Linked DNA regions of Capsicum annuum: region 2 is linked to region 1. The links are chromatin contacts, called in public Hi-C maps. All regions are on one chromosome and are shown on one strand. The core of a region is the stretch at or near the end of the contact, and the rest is flanking DNA. Distances in the headings are between cores, read along the strand shown.

Region 1 (6,857 bases), core at 2,148-4,647:
AAAAATCACACACACACACCACATTATCTAAGCATCAGTTCCTATTGGAAGGCCTTTTTACAGTTTTCAATTACTCATTTACATTACTAGCAAACATCAACTTGTTACTACTATTCAATGAGGACAAAGACCACTCACTATCTAATGTCCAGAGTGTCTGATCATGACATTTATAACCCCACCCCCACCAACTTTTGACCACTTGATTTTATTCAGTTCTACTGTTTTTAACCTCTCTCACAGTATTAACTTTGAATCCTTTTGATCATGAAAATTAATTATTTTATCGAGAATTACTGGGTGGTTATATAGTTTCAAATTTTCACTTGGAGTTGAATCTCAAATTTGAAAAGTGGTTCAAACATGTTTTCCAACTTCATCGCCAATAATTGTTTTTCTTGAAAAAAAAAGATAAAGTGCTCTATTCTCTTCTTTGTAAAAAACATAGCCAAAGTGAGTGTCATCTTCAACTTTATAAATTCCAAATAAAATTAAAATATCTATGGCCAATCGCCTACATTGTATTCCATAATACGTGGATTTTTTTTTTTAAACTGAAAAGTGAAAATGTGAATATTTGGACGTACGTTCAATAATTGCAGCATTGTGAAAAAGCTACCAAAAGAGTGAAAAAGAAAAGAAAATTCCAATAATTTTGTCAATCAGTCAAAAGGATGATGATGCCAAATTGCCAATGCAATAGACTTTTCAACATTAAAGACAAAAAGAGCTCATAGAGATTAGATCAAAAGTGAAAAAGAAAATTAATTAGAGGTGATTAGACTTAAATTGGCAAATATGAATGGTTCATTAATTACAGTAATTAGAAAGATGAAAACATGCTTTATAACCGTATACTTTATCGAGAATAACAAAAAGAGACAAATAGGAGAAAAAGGAAACAGGGCCTAGAAAACAAAAGAGGACAATAGAAGAAAAAGGAAATAGAAACTTTAGATCTCACTATTTGGACTAGGTAGTAAAAATACTCTAGTTTATAACTTTATATCATGAATTAAGCTAATGTTGTTTGAAAGTTGATATTGTATTTAACCAAGAGCCAAACAAATGGCCAAGGAATGAAGTAGATAAATATTTCATCCACAAAATTCAAAATATGCTAAAGTGTCATACATAGCACTTTTACTATAGTACAACTTTTTCATGTACCACATATAATGCCAAGGAAATTCAATACTTCATGTACAAAATATTTTTATCCTTTTTGTGCAGTACGAATTCAACTTGAACCCCTAGACATTAGCTGTGCATTAAAAAAGTGAAGAGAGCAATAAGTGCTAATATAGCTTATAGCATGTGTTTTAAGATATGCAAAACCTTAACATTGAAAAGCATGGTTGGTTTAGTTTTGACTCCAAGTGGACCAAAACTGATGGGAGTTGCTCTGATTGCATTGTAGAGTGTAGAGGGTACAGAAATTACAACTACTTAAATATGCTTCCTGGCTGGCTATGTAATAAATAGGAAATGTGTTAGCTATCACAAGAAAGAACAACCAGCACACCCCTTTACAATAACATTGTAGTCTCACCAGGGAAATCTAGCGAGGATAGTGTACTCAGTCTTATTCCTATCTGCTGCTGAAGATAGATACATTATTTTCGACAAACTCTACCCCTCTGAGTTGTTAAATTTCGTGCATGGACGCCTTGAATATGTAAATGATTTAACTATTTACAACACTAATTAATGTCCGCAATCAGAATAAGAATTTTTCACCTATCTAAATTAACAATGAAGAGATCTTCCACTAGTACATATCAACATGTACCAAGTTATATCAAGGGCGAAAATGTTAACCTTTTCATATTTTGAACTCTAGTTACCCATAACCTTGCTCCACTACTACATATATATAATACCCTATATTATATTTTCAAGATGTAATTACAGTTTAAATAGATTCATCTAATAGTGTAAAATTTTATTAGGAAAGTTATGGAGGACCTGTAAAGTGAAGATTCAGTACCTTGCAGTAGCAGGATAAACACAGCCAGCTGGGCCTGTAGTAGTAGGATCCCAAAAAAAAGAAGATGCATGAGCAACATTTATAACCAGTCACCACCAAAATAATTATCTCAAAAATAATACTACTCCTTACTACACTTATGTACTAGAGGTCCTACATACAGAGTGTATGGTGAAATAACTTGACTGATTTTTGCTTGCTTACTGGGGTCAGTTGCGGTAACAGTGGCGGTGCCAGAAAAATCACATGACCCGGCAGCTTGGCCCTTCTTCTGGAAATAGCTGTTTACAGCAAAATTGCAGTGAGCTCTTACGCTATTCGGGTTAAAACAAGGTCCGTTTTGATGGATCGGGTTGCAATCCGCCCCGGCTCCACAAGCATAGTCCAGTGTCTTTTGCAACACTGAATCACTCAATCCTTTGCAAGCGCACCATGCAGCATCTACCATTCACACAGAAATATCAATGAAGAGCAAAATTTGGTGACCATATACTTGTAGCCCATTTGTCCGTGAAAAATGATATTTGAAAATTAGAGTTGTGTTTAGTCACTTTAAAAATTTTGTGAATGACTTGAATTTAAAACAACATTTTGGTATTTTCCAAATTTCAGATCAACTTAAATTTTAATTTCCAAAGATATGCTCCGAGGAAACAGTAAAACAATATTCATGGACAAACGGCAACTTAATTATTACAAGGTCTTGTTTTTAAATGAGAAGGTAAGAAAAATGAAGTTGCAGCTCGAAAACAGAGATAATTTTGCAAATATAGAAAGAACAAAAAGGTGGATATCAGTGTCTAAAGGCAGACAATAACAGGGTAGAGACTGATCCAGAGTTCAAAGTTTATGAGTTCATATGACAGCTCAAGTTAATGTACACAATAATAACCACATTCACAGTCAATATATACTACTAGATATTCAAAAATAGTACGGAGTAGTCCGAACAAAAGCTATTGAATTCTCGTGTGGATCCACCGTTGAATTTAAGACAAGGAAAAATAAAGGAACTTACTTGAGTGGCCGGCCATGGCCAAAAGGAGGAGTGCAAATACAAAAGCAGACATGATAAGATGAGGATAAACAGAGGCTGGGGATGAAGAAAGGTGCAGAAGATAAAACACACTAATGTTGGTTATTTGTGAGTGTGAAAAGGGTGAGGACTGAGGAGTGCTCTGTGTTGGGCAAAGTGACTGGATTTTTCATACACAAAAATACAACAAAGGTGATACAGTGATGAGGATTTAGAGCTGTGACCCCACTTGGTGGCCTTACCTTTTTTTCCAAAAAAAATAAAATTGAGGCTATAGTGCATTGAGCCTCAACCACCTTTTTTTTTTTTTTTTTTTCCCAATGTAGCAACTTGTAAGGAAGAATGGGAAAATTTTATCCTGGTTGAGGTCCAACCAACATAAGTTGTGTGAGGGCACCTTATATGTGTGACAAGTGTTTTTGTGGGATCCACTGTAGCACTCTCTTTTCCTCTTTTATTTCCTTGAATTCTTGTCTTTTCAAGGCTTTATTTTTTTCTCATGTTTGATCATGATAAATTTTAAAATAAATTATTTCACTTTAGTAAAAATAGTACTGTTTGACCCTAATAATTACAAATAATATTTAAAATTATATTTGGAAAGTGAAAGTAAGTTTTTTTCATCTCATTCTCTCACATAAATTGAAAATAAATTCAATTTATAAAGTGAAATAACTTTTTGGGGGGACAAATAATTCTTTGCTTTCCCTCTTTTGGGGTTAATTTGCATGTACTATTTTCTTTAATTTTTCTTTTTTATCCATTTTTTAAAATTATTTTTCCCATATTACGATAGTAAATAAACTTCTTTTTTATTTTCTCTTATTTCTTATTTCACATACTTGTAAAAGAATTAAGTTCTTTGATCACTCACCATGATAACAATTTCTAATTTTTATTATGTCTTTTTTTCAGTAGGTGCAGGAAAATTTGGATATTAAAAATTTAAAATTGAATTTCATAAGTGGTAAATCTATTCTTCCTGAGTTTATATGATATTATTTGTTATGATTCAATATTATTAAAGGAGTCTCTAATATTTAAAAATAAAAAATCATCCTATATGTTTTTATTATTAAGGAAATCTCTTGTATAGCAAAATTAGATCGAATTTAGATAGGTTGAATACTAAATAAACTGAAATATTAATTTTTTTTCTTACAACTTTAGAATTGTCCCGTCATTAATATTAATAGACAATAAAAAATAAATTAAAATATCTTTTAATTGATCTTAAATTGAAATATGTGGAATATTTTTAAAAGATTTTTTAATTTTCGTAAAAATATGTCATGTGAAAAGTTGAAATTAAAATATTTTTGAAAAATGAAAGAGGCATTTTAAAAAAAAAATAGACTTAAAATATAGTAACAACAATAAATTAAAATAAAAAATATACTTTTAAATTTGATTTGATTAAAAAAATCTGCAAATAAGAATTAGGGGGAAAAAAAATTTTCAAACTATTTAGCGTCAGGACCACGAAAAGAATTAAAAATAAAATGTAAAGAAAGAAAAACAAAGAAAACAGTAAATAATCCAAACGAAAAGAGCAAAATAAAAAAATTGCCAAAAAAATAAATCACATTGAAAAGGTAAAAGAATATGAAGAAGAGGTAAAAGAATATGAAGAAAATTGTTCAGGTGGGACCCAAAAATTCCACTTGTCAAAAAATAGATGCCTCACACAACAATTACATGATATGTGAGGCCCATAATAAATTTTTTCGAAAGAATGGGTATTTAATTTGTAGACTAGGAGTATATTGTTTTCCAATGATAGAACTTTTGGTGTTGCAAATTATGTATTCGGATTTTGGATACAAGAGGAGGTCCTTATTGATAGAAATTCAAGAGATACACTACTGCAGTTTCATTGTTCTCCCCTAGACCAGTGCAATATATCGTTAGTTGAAGTCCTCTCTCGTGCCGTCCACGGGATTACTGACGTGAAGTCAGAATTTGAAGCTTATGAGTTGAGAATTCTAATAGTCTTAAATCATTGTGTTATAAATTTTATAGTTTTTACATATTCAATGAAAATTTAAGATAAATATAAAATTTGGACCAAAGCTAATGAGTTCAGCCAAAACACTCGGCCACATTGATATCACAATCAACATTTACAGTAACGTGCCAAAACTTGGCTGGACAAATATCGGGACTACGTTTTAATCCCATATTAGCTGTGGTCAATTACATATTCGTTTGGGAAAATAGAGTAATACAAAAGCTGAATTGACTTTAATGAAACCTTTTTACATACCACTACCAAAGACAATACTCAATTTGTATGAGCAAATACAATGATTTCATTTGTGCGATTACACATATTGTTGTTATTGTAAGTACAGTGACAAGTACTAAATTCACCATATTACAATGCAAGAAAGGATTTCAGGTCGCAAAATTCATTATTGACCATAGCAAGAAAAAAGACACAACACCATATTCTTACTGACAACCATTGATCTTTCAATACAAACTAATTTTACATTCAGCCAACATGTCATCTGCTAATTGGGCTGTTCACCCTACATATACTTGGGCTTCTAACCTCGGGCTTGGGTTCACCACCAATGGATCAGCCCGTTGTAATGTCAGCCCATATGCTTCCTCCATGTTTAGCTTCTCTGGCAATTGTCCACTCGGCAAAGCCCAGTTAAACGAATGGACCAAAGTTGCAGTCATCAACTGGACCATGCGTATACCCAAACTTATTCCAGCACATATTCTTCGTCCAGCGCCAAATGGAATTACTTCAAAGTCATTTCCTTTCACATCAACTTTGGGCTTCTCGCCTCCCGGCAAGAATCTCTCAGGCCTAAACTCCAACGGGTCAGACCATTCATTTGGATCACGAGCAATGGCCCAAACGTTGACAAGAAGTGTCGAGCCTTTTGGAATGAAATAGCCATTGATCTCACAGCTCTCGGATGCAATTCTAGGTAGAGAGAGAGGAGTTGATGGATGAAGCCTAAAGGTTTCCTTGACTATTGCTTCCAAATAAGGCAATTGGGTCAGGTCAGATTCCGTGACGAGCCGGTTCCTTCCAACCTCTTTGTCGATCTCCTGTTGGGCTTGGGCCATTATTCTTGGATTGCGAATAAGCTCTGCAATGGCCCATTCCACAGTGCTAGATGAAGTATCTGTGCCAGCTACAAACAAGTTCTGCAGTAATTCACAAAAAATATTAAGGACCCATCTGAATATGACTTTTTTTTTTTTCTTCGCATTGTTTTAAAAACATTCTTTGATTATGCATTGCAATAATTTTTTGTGTTATCTTTTGAGATGAATTTTTCATATTGAAGAAGTAATCGAAGTGAAAAAATTTCACTCACAGAACGTCAATTTTTTTTCAAATGAAATGTATAAATTCATACACAATTTCAACCTTCAAATATCATTTTTTTTTTTTTCAACTAAAAAATCTATGTTGAAAATCCTATTAAATGCTGGTGGTACGAAGTATTCCTGAGCTATCTCAATCGCAACCACAAGTACCAGTTCGACTATTAAACATAGTAGTTCCTTTTCAAAGTCACGCAATTCATAATTATGAACTTGTCTTCATCATGTCTTCATCAACAAATACGTACAACAAAATTTTAAGGTTGGGGGTGGCTGTCAGCACAATTCATTTCAACAACCCCTTGTTCTCTTTATTTTAATAGGGAAGGATAGGACAAAATTAAGGGCAGTTAAATAGATTGGTAGACTCAAGCCAACTTTAATGAAAGACTTTATCTTTTATGTTCAATATTTTTTAAATAAAAAATTAACCTATAAATCAACTGTATGTAAAAATTGAATCTCATCATTTCTTAA
Region 2 (6,857 bases), core at 1,535-4,034, 990 kb before region 1:
ACTAGTTGCTGGAGCTAAATACAGAGGTGAATTTGAAGAGAGGTTGAAGGCTGTTCTGAAGGAAGTGGAAGATGCAGATGGGAAAGTAATTCTCTTCATTGATGAGATACACTTGGTTTTAGGTGCTGGGCGGACTGAAGGGTCAATGGATGCTGCTAATTTGTTCAAGCCAATGCTTGCTAGGGGTCAATTAAGGTGCATTGGTGCTACAACTCTGGAGGAATACAGGAAGTATGTGGAGAAAGATGCTGCATTCGAAAGGCGTTTCCAGCAGGTATACGTTGCTGAGCCTAGTGTTCCTGACACTATAAGTATCCTTCGAGGGTTGAAGGAGAAGTATGAAGGTCATCATGGTGTCAAAATTCAAGATAGGGCTCTTGTCATTGCTGCTCAACTTTCGTCTAGATACATTACAGGTAACTTTTTCTTGAATAGTCGCTATTATTATTAGATATAATCAGTCTAGATACATTACAGGTAACTTTTTCTTGAATAGTCGCTATTATTATTAGATATAATCAGATAGAAGGATCACTAACCTGTGAATTTTTCCTTCAGGTCGACATTTACCAGATAAGGCTATTGACCTAGTTGATGAGGCTTGTGCAAATGTGAGAGTTCAACTTGATAGTCAACCAGAAGAAATTGATAATCTTGAAAGGAAGAGGATTCAGCTAGAAGTTGAACATCATGCTCTTGAAAAGGAGAAGGACAAGGCTAGCAAAGCTCGACTTGTTGAAGTAAGTATTAGAATCCCAGAACTGGTTTTACATATTATTCTAACACCTGTGTTGGGAATGTGTACAATAACATAATTACCGTACAGGTGAGGAAAGAGCTTGATGATTTGAGGGACAAACTACAGCCTTTGATGATGAGGTACCAGAAAGAGAAGGAGAGGATTGATGAGCTTCGCAGGCTTAAGCAAAAGCGCGATGAACTGACATATGCTTTACAAGAAGCTGAAAGGCGATATGATCTTGCTAGAGCAGCGGATCTTAGATATGGTGCTATCCAAGAAGTGGAATCTGCAATAGCAAAGCTTGAGAGTACTTCCGATGAGAGTACAATGTTGACAGAGACTGTTGGACCTGATCAGATTGCGGAAGTAGTTAGTCGCTGGACAGGTATTCCTGTCTCAAGGCTTGGTCAGAATGAGAAAGAGAAATTGATTGGTCTGGCTGATAGATTGCACCAAAGAGTGGTTGGGCAAGATCATGCAGTTAGAGCTGTTGCTGAGGCTGTGTTAAGGTCTAGAGCTGGATTAGGAAGGCCACAACAACCAACTGGTTCGTTCCTTTTCTTGGGGCCAACTGGTGTTGGAAAGACTGAACTTGCTAAAGCTCTTGCTGAGCAGCTCTTTGATGATGACAAATTAATGGTCAGAATTGACATGTCTGAATATATGGAACAGCATTCTGTTGCCCGTTTGATCGGTGCTCCACCAGGGTAAGGGCCCTTTTTAACATTTAAGGATAATAGAATGCCACCCTTTTCATAGATAATTACTAGTTTTATGTATTGGAACGCTGAATATTTTCTATATGTGCAGATATGTTGGACATGAGGAAGGAGGACAACTTACCGAAGCGGTAAGGAGGCGTCCTTACAGTGTTGTGCTTTTTGACGAAGTGGAAAAAGCTCATCCTACTGTGTTTAATACCTTGCTTCAAGTGTTGGACGATGGAAGATTAACTGATGGTCAAGGTCGTACCGTTGATTTTACCAACACTGTGATCATCATGACCTCAAATTTGGGAGCGGAGTATCTCTTGTCAGGATTAATGGGTCAGTGCGCCATGGAGAAGGCTCACGAAATGGTCATGCAGGAGGTATGTTAGCATGTCCTAATTACTGCAAATTTTTGACGCTGTTTACATTGTTAATTAATTAGAACAACAGATTCTCACTCCACATGTTTTGTGACAGGTGAGGAAGCAGTTTAAGCCAGAGTTGCTGAATCGACTTGATGAGGTTGTAGTGTTTGATCCTTTGTCACACGAGCAGTTGAGGCAAGTCTGCCGTCACCAGCTGAAAGATGTGGCAGGCCGTTTAGCTGAGAGGGGTATTGCCCTGGGTGTTACTGAGGCAGCGTTGGATGTCATACTTGCTCAGAGTTATGATCCTGTAAGTGCTAATGTCTGGTATTGTATAATTTAAAAACTATTCTGATGAGTAGGCGGACTAACTTTTGTTACGAATCATTTTCAGGTTTATGGTGCGAGGCCTATTAGAAGGTGGTTGGAGAAGAAAGTTGTAACAGAGTTATCGAAGATGCTTGTGAAGGAAGAAATTGATGAGAATTCAACTGTGTACATTGATGCTGGAGCCGGCGGGAAAGATCTAACTTACAGGGTGGAGAAAAATGGAGGGCTTGTCAATGCTGCTACTGGCCAAAAATCTGATGTACTGATTCAGCTACCTAATGGGCCGAGAAGTGATGCTGCTCAAGCTGTGAAGAAAATGAGGATTGAAGAAATAGATGACGATGATGATGAAATGGCAGATTAAAGAGGTTGAATTACTCCGTCAAAGATGAACATAATGACTTGTTAATTTTGTTTTAACCCCTCAAGGGTTGTTGTCCAGTTTTACACCTACAAGAAGTGAATATATGGGTTCACAAGTCCTGTTGATTGTGTTGTGTTGCTTTTTGAATTTGAGAATGTTTTAAATAGAATTGTATTTCTCAGATCCTCTGGATATTATCTTTTTCTTCTTGCATTGGGTTTTTCTTCCTGCTAGGGTCAAAGCACCCTTTTTGCAATGAATATTTTAATATGGCAAATTTTATAGTCAACTGAAACTTCGACCAAGAAGCTCAATACAGTTGGCTTGTGAATACAAAGATGCTCGGCGCCATTATAGTGTGTAGTCAATGGCTAACAGCTTGTTATTTCGGAGGCGACTTAGTAAAACAAAGGTATAATATGGAAGTAAAGTCAATGTAACGTGGCCAAGTTATTTTATCATGTATCATGTACTTGCATTAAAATATACTGTATCTATAAATAAATGTCACTTGCAGCTAGCTAACTCTCCAATATATTATCCCATGTATTGAAACACTAATTGGTTTCTCATTGTTTGTTCTATTGTTGCAGTTTGTTGAAAGACGGTGTAATTCATCATGAATCCTGAAAAGTTTACCAACAAGACCAATGAGGCTATTGCTGAGGCACATGAACTGGCTGTGTCAGCAGGACATGCTCAGTTAACACCTTTGCATATGGCTGTAGCTTTAATATCTGATCACAATGGTATTTTCTGTCAAGCAATTGTTAATGCTGCTGGAAGCGAAGATACAGCTAATGGAGTTGAAAGGGTATTCAATCAAGCTAAGAAGAAAATCCCATCTCAGACACCTCCACCTGATCAAGCTCCAGCAAGCACGTCGCTTGCTAAAGTGCTACGACGAGCACAATCGTTGCAGAAGTCACGTGGTGATAGCCATTTGGCAATTGATTTGTTGATTTTAGGCCTTTTGGAAGACTCACAAATTGTTGATCTTTTGAATCATGCGGGTCTTGGTGCAGCAAGAATGAAATCGGAAATTGAGAAACTTAGAGGAAAAGATGGTAAGAAAGTGGAAAGTGCTACAGGGGACACTACATTTCAAGCACTTAAGACATATGGTCGTGATCTTGTGGAACAAGCGGGAAAACTTGATCCTGTGATCGGTAGGGATGAAGAAATCCGAAGAGTGATTCGGATTTTATCGAGGAGAACAAAGAACAATCCGGTACTTATTGGAGAGCCTGGTGTTGGTAAAACAGCAGTAGTTGAAGGGCTAGCACAAAGGATTGTTCGAGGCGATGTACCAAGTAATTTGGCTGATATTAGGCTTATTGCATTGGATATGGGAGCATTAGTTGCTGGAACAAAATACCGGGGTGAATTTGAGGATCGGTTGAAGGCTGTTCTGAAGGAAGTGGAAGATGCAGAAGGGAAAATTATTCTCTTTATTGATGAGATACACTTGGTTTTAGGTGCTGGTCGGACTGAGGGGTCAACAATGGATGCTGCTAACTTGCTCAAGCCAATGCTTGCTAGGGGTCAATTAAGGTTTATTGGTGCAACAACTCTGGAAGAGTACAGGAAGTATGTGGAGAAGGACGCTGCATTTGAAAGGCGTTTCCAGCAGGTATACGTCCCTGAGCCTAGTGTTCCTGACACTATAAGTATCCTTCGAGGGTTAAAGGAGAAGTATGAAGGCCATCATGGTGTCAAAATTCAAGATAGGGCTCTTGTGATTGCAGCCCAGCTTTCGTCTCGGTACATTACAGGTATGAACTTTTTCTTGAATAGTCGCTATTATTAGTAGATATATTAGATAGAAGGATAACTAATCTTTGAATTTTGCTTCAGGTCGACATTTACCAGATAAGGCTATTGATCTAGTTGATGAGGCTTGTGCAAATGTGAGAGTTCAACTTGATAGTCAACCAGAAGAAATTGATAATCTTGAAAGGAAGAGGATTCAACTAGAAGTTGAGCATCATGCTCTTGAAAAGGAAAAAGATAAAGCTAGCAAAGCTCGACTTGTTGAAGTAAGTGTTATATCTCAGAAATGCTTTTACCTATTATTCTAAAACCTGTGTAGGGAATGTGTATGAATAACATAATTACTGTTCAGGTGAGAAAAGAGATTGATGATTTGAGGGATAAACTTCAGCCTCTGATGATGAGGTATAAGAAAGAGAAGGAACGTATTGATGAGCTTCGCAGGCTTAAGCGAAAGCGTGATGAACTGATGTATGCTTTACAAGAAGCTGAAAGGAGATATGATCTTGCTAGAGCAGCAGATCTTAGATATGGTGCAATCCAAGAAGTGGAATCTGCAATAACAAAGCTTGAGAGTAGCACATACGAGACTACAATGTTAACAGAGACTGTTGGACCTGATCAGATCGCAGAAGTAGTTAGTCGCTGGACTGGTATTCCTGTCTCAAGGCTTGGTCAGAATGAGAAAGACAAGTTGATTGGTCTCGCCAATAGATTGCACCAAAGAGTCGTGGGACAGGATCATGCAGTCAGAGCAGTTGCCGAGGCCGTGTTAAGGTCTAGAGCTGGATTAGGAAGGCCACAACAACCAACTGGTTCGTTCCTTTTCTTGGGGCCAACTGGTGTTGGAAAGACTGAACTTGCTAAAGCTCTTGCTGAGCAGCTCTTTGATGATGACAAGTTGATGGTCAGAATTGACATGTCTGAATATATGGAATCGCATTCTGTTGCCCGTTTGATCGGTGCTCCACCAGGGTAAGGACCCTTTAACATTACAAGATAATAGAATGACTCGCCCTTTCGTAATTACTAGTTTTTATGTCTCAGAGTAATGAATTCTGAATTTGTTCTGTTTCTGCAGTTATATTGGACATGAGGAAGGAGGACAACTTACCGAAGCTGTAAGGAGGCGCCCTTACAGTGTTGTGCTTTTTGATGAAGTGGAAAAGGCTCATCCCACCGTGTTCAATGCCTTGCTTCAAGTGTTGGACGATGGAAGATTAACTGATGGTCAAGGTCGTACTGTTGATTTCACCAACACAGTGATCATCATGACCTCAAATTTGGGAGCGGAGTATCTCTTGTCAGGATTAATGGGCAAGTGTACCATGGAGAAGGCTCGCGAAATGGTCATGCAGGAGGTATGTTGCAACATCCTATTTGCAGCACATTTCTCAAGAGTGTTTGCTTGTGCAGTTCTTTTTACATTGTTAATTAGAACAACGTGTGTTCACACATGTTCTTTTTGTCACAGGTGAGGAAGCAGTTTAAGCCAGAGTTGTTGAATCGGCTTGATGAGATTGTTGTGTTTGATCCGTTGTCACACGAGCAGTTGAGGCAAGTCTGCCGTCACCAACTGAAAGATGTGGCAGGCCGTTTAGCTGAGAGGGGCATTGCCTTGGGCGTTACTGAGGCTGCATTAGATGTCATACTTGCTCAGAGTTATGATCCGGTAAGTGCTAACATCTTGTATTTTAACTCGATAATTCATGGTAACGAGACAATGTACTAACTTTTGTTATGAATGACATTCAGGTGTACGGTGCAAGGCCTATTAGGAGGTGGTTGGAGAAAAAAGTTGTAACAGAGTTATCGAAGATGCTTGTGAAGGAGGAAATCGATGAGAACTCGACCGTATATGTAGATGCTAGACCAGGCGCGAAAGATCTATCTTACAGGGTGATGAAAAATGGAGGGCTTGTGAATGCTACCACTGGCCAAAAATCAGATGTACTGATCTTCAACAAGTGAATGTATTTTATTGTGTTTTTGTTGCTTTATGAATTCGAAAATACCTAGAGTTGTATTTCTCAGATTTTCTGAAAAACAATCCTTTTTATTTCTGGGATTTTCTTCTTGCAATTATTGAGTTTGAAGAATTATCTCGATTCATCCAACTTCTTCTTACTGTATTGCATAAGTAGCTCAAAAGATCTTCACCATCTTTTTGATCGTTATCATCATCATCATCAGATCCTTTAACGAAACTCATCTTAAACTTGTTGACATCCTCCACGGCCGCTTTTCTAAACATCGCAATATCAATTGCTCCTAAAACCATATGGTACCCTCTTGATACCAAATTCTCACGACTATCATGAGGCATTGCAACTCCAGATAAATACGCCCCACCATCAACTGGTTTCATCTTCAACGTGCTCTTCTCAGCTGCATTCGTCACCTCCATCACCTTCTCATTCCCCGGATCGCGTAAGTACCCTAAACTCACACTACTCAAATCCAATGGACCCATTTGAATACAATCAACTCTTTCAACTGCCGCAATGTCCTCAATATTCTTCACCCCGTCTACACATTCCACTTGACACATGATCAACAAGTCATCCTCGTAA

The links. Hi-C and Micro-C count contacts between places; a contact is called where the count stands out from the background.
Region 2: a contact with region 1 is called in a Hi-C map of leaf, with 6 times the contacts expected there. The contact joins the promoter of LOC107862283 here to the promoter of LOC107862333 in region 1. A contact is called at or near these places in 3 of 5 Hi-C or Micro-C datasets (bud and leaf).

What each region holds. Positions count from the first base shown.
Region 1 is chr3:252,621,804-252,628,660 of UCD10Xv1.1, reverse strand. LOC107862333 (PLASMODESMATA CALLOSE-BINDING PROTEIN 3) reads right to left here and starts at 3,397. Exons shown (of 4, transcript XM_016707869.2): 1 at 3,009-3,397; 2 at 2,195-2,431; 3 at 1,991-2,024. The coding sequence starts at 3,060. It overlaps LOC107862334 (flavonoid 3'-monooxygenase), which reads right to left. Exons shown (of 3, transcript XM_016707872.2): 3 at 5,265-6,197. The coding sequence ends at 5,556.
Region 2 is chr3:253,614,637-253,621,493 of UCD10Xv1.1, reverse strand. LOC107862283 (chaperone protein ClpB1) reads left to right here and starts at 2,784. Exons shown (of 7, transcript XM_016707799.2): 1 at 2,784-2,923; 2 at 3,105-4,286; 3 at 4,369-4,550; 4 at 4,637-5,259; 5 at 5,366-5,645; 6 at 5,759-5,956; 7 at 6,040-6,401. The coding sequence starts at 3,131. The coding sequence ends at 6,255. LOC107862281 (chaperone protein ClpB1) reads left to right here. Exons shown (of 7, transcript XM_016707798.2): 2 at 1-416; 3 at 559-740; 4 at 827-1,449; 5 at 1,553-1,832; 6 at 1,930-2,127; 7 at 2,212-2,724. The coding sequence ends at 2,511. It also overlaps the pseudogene LOC107864805.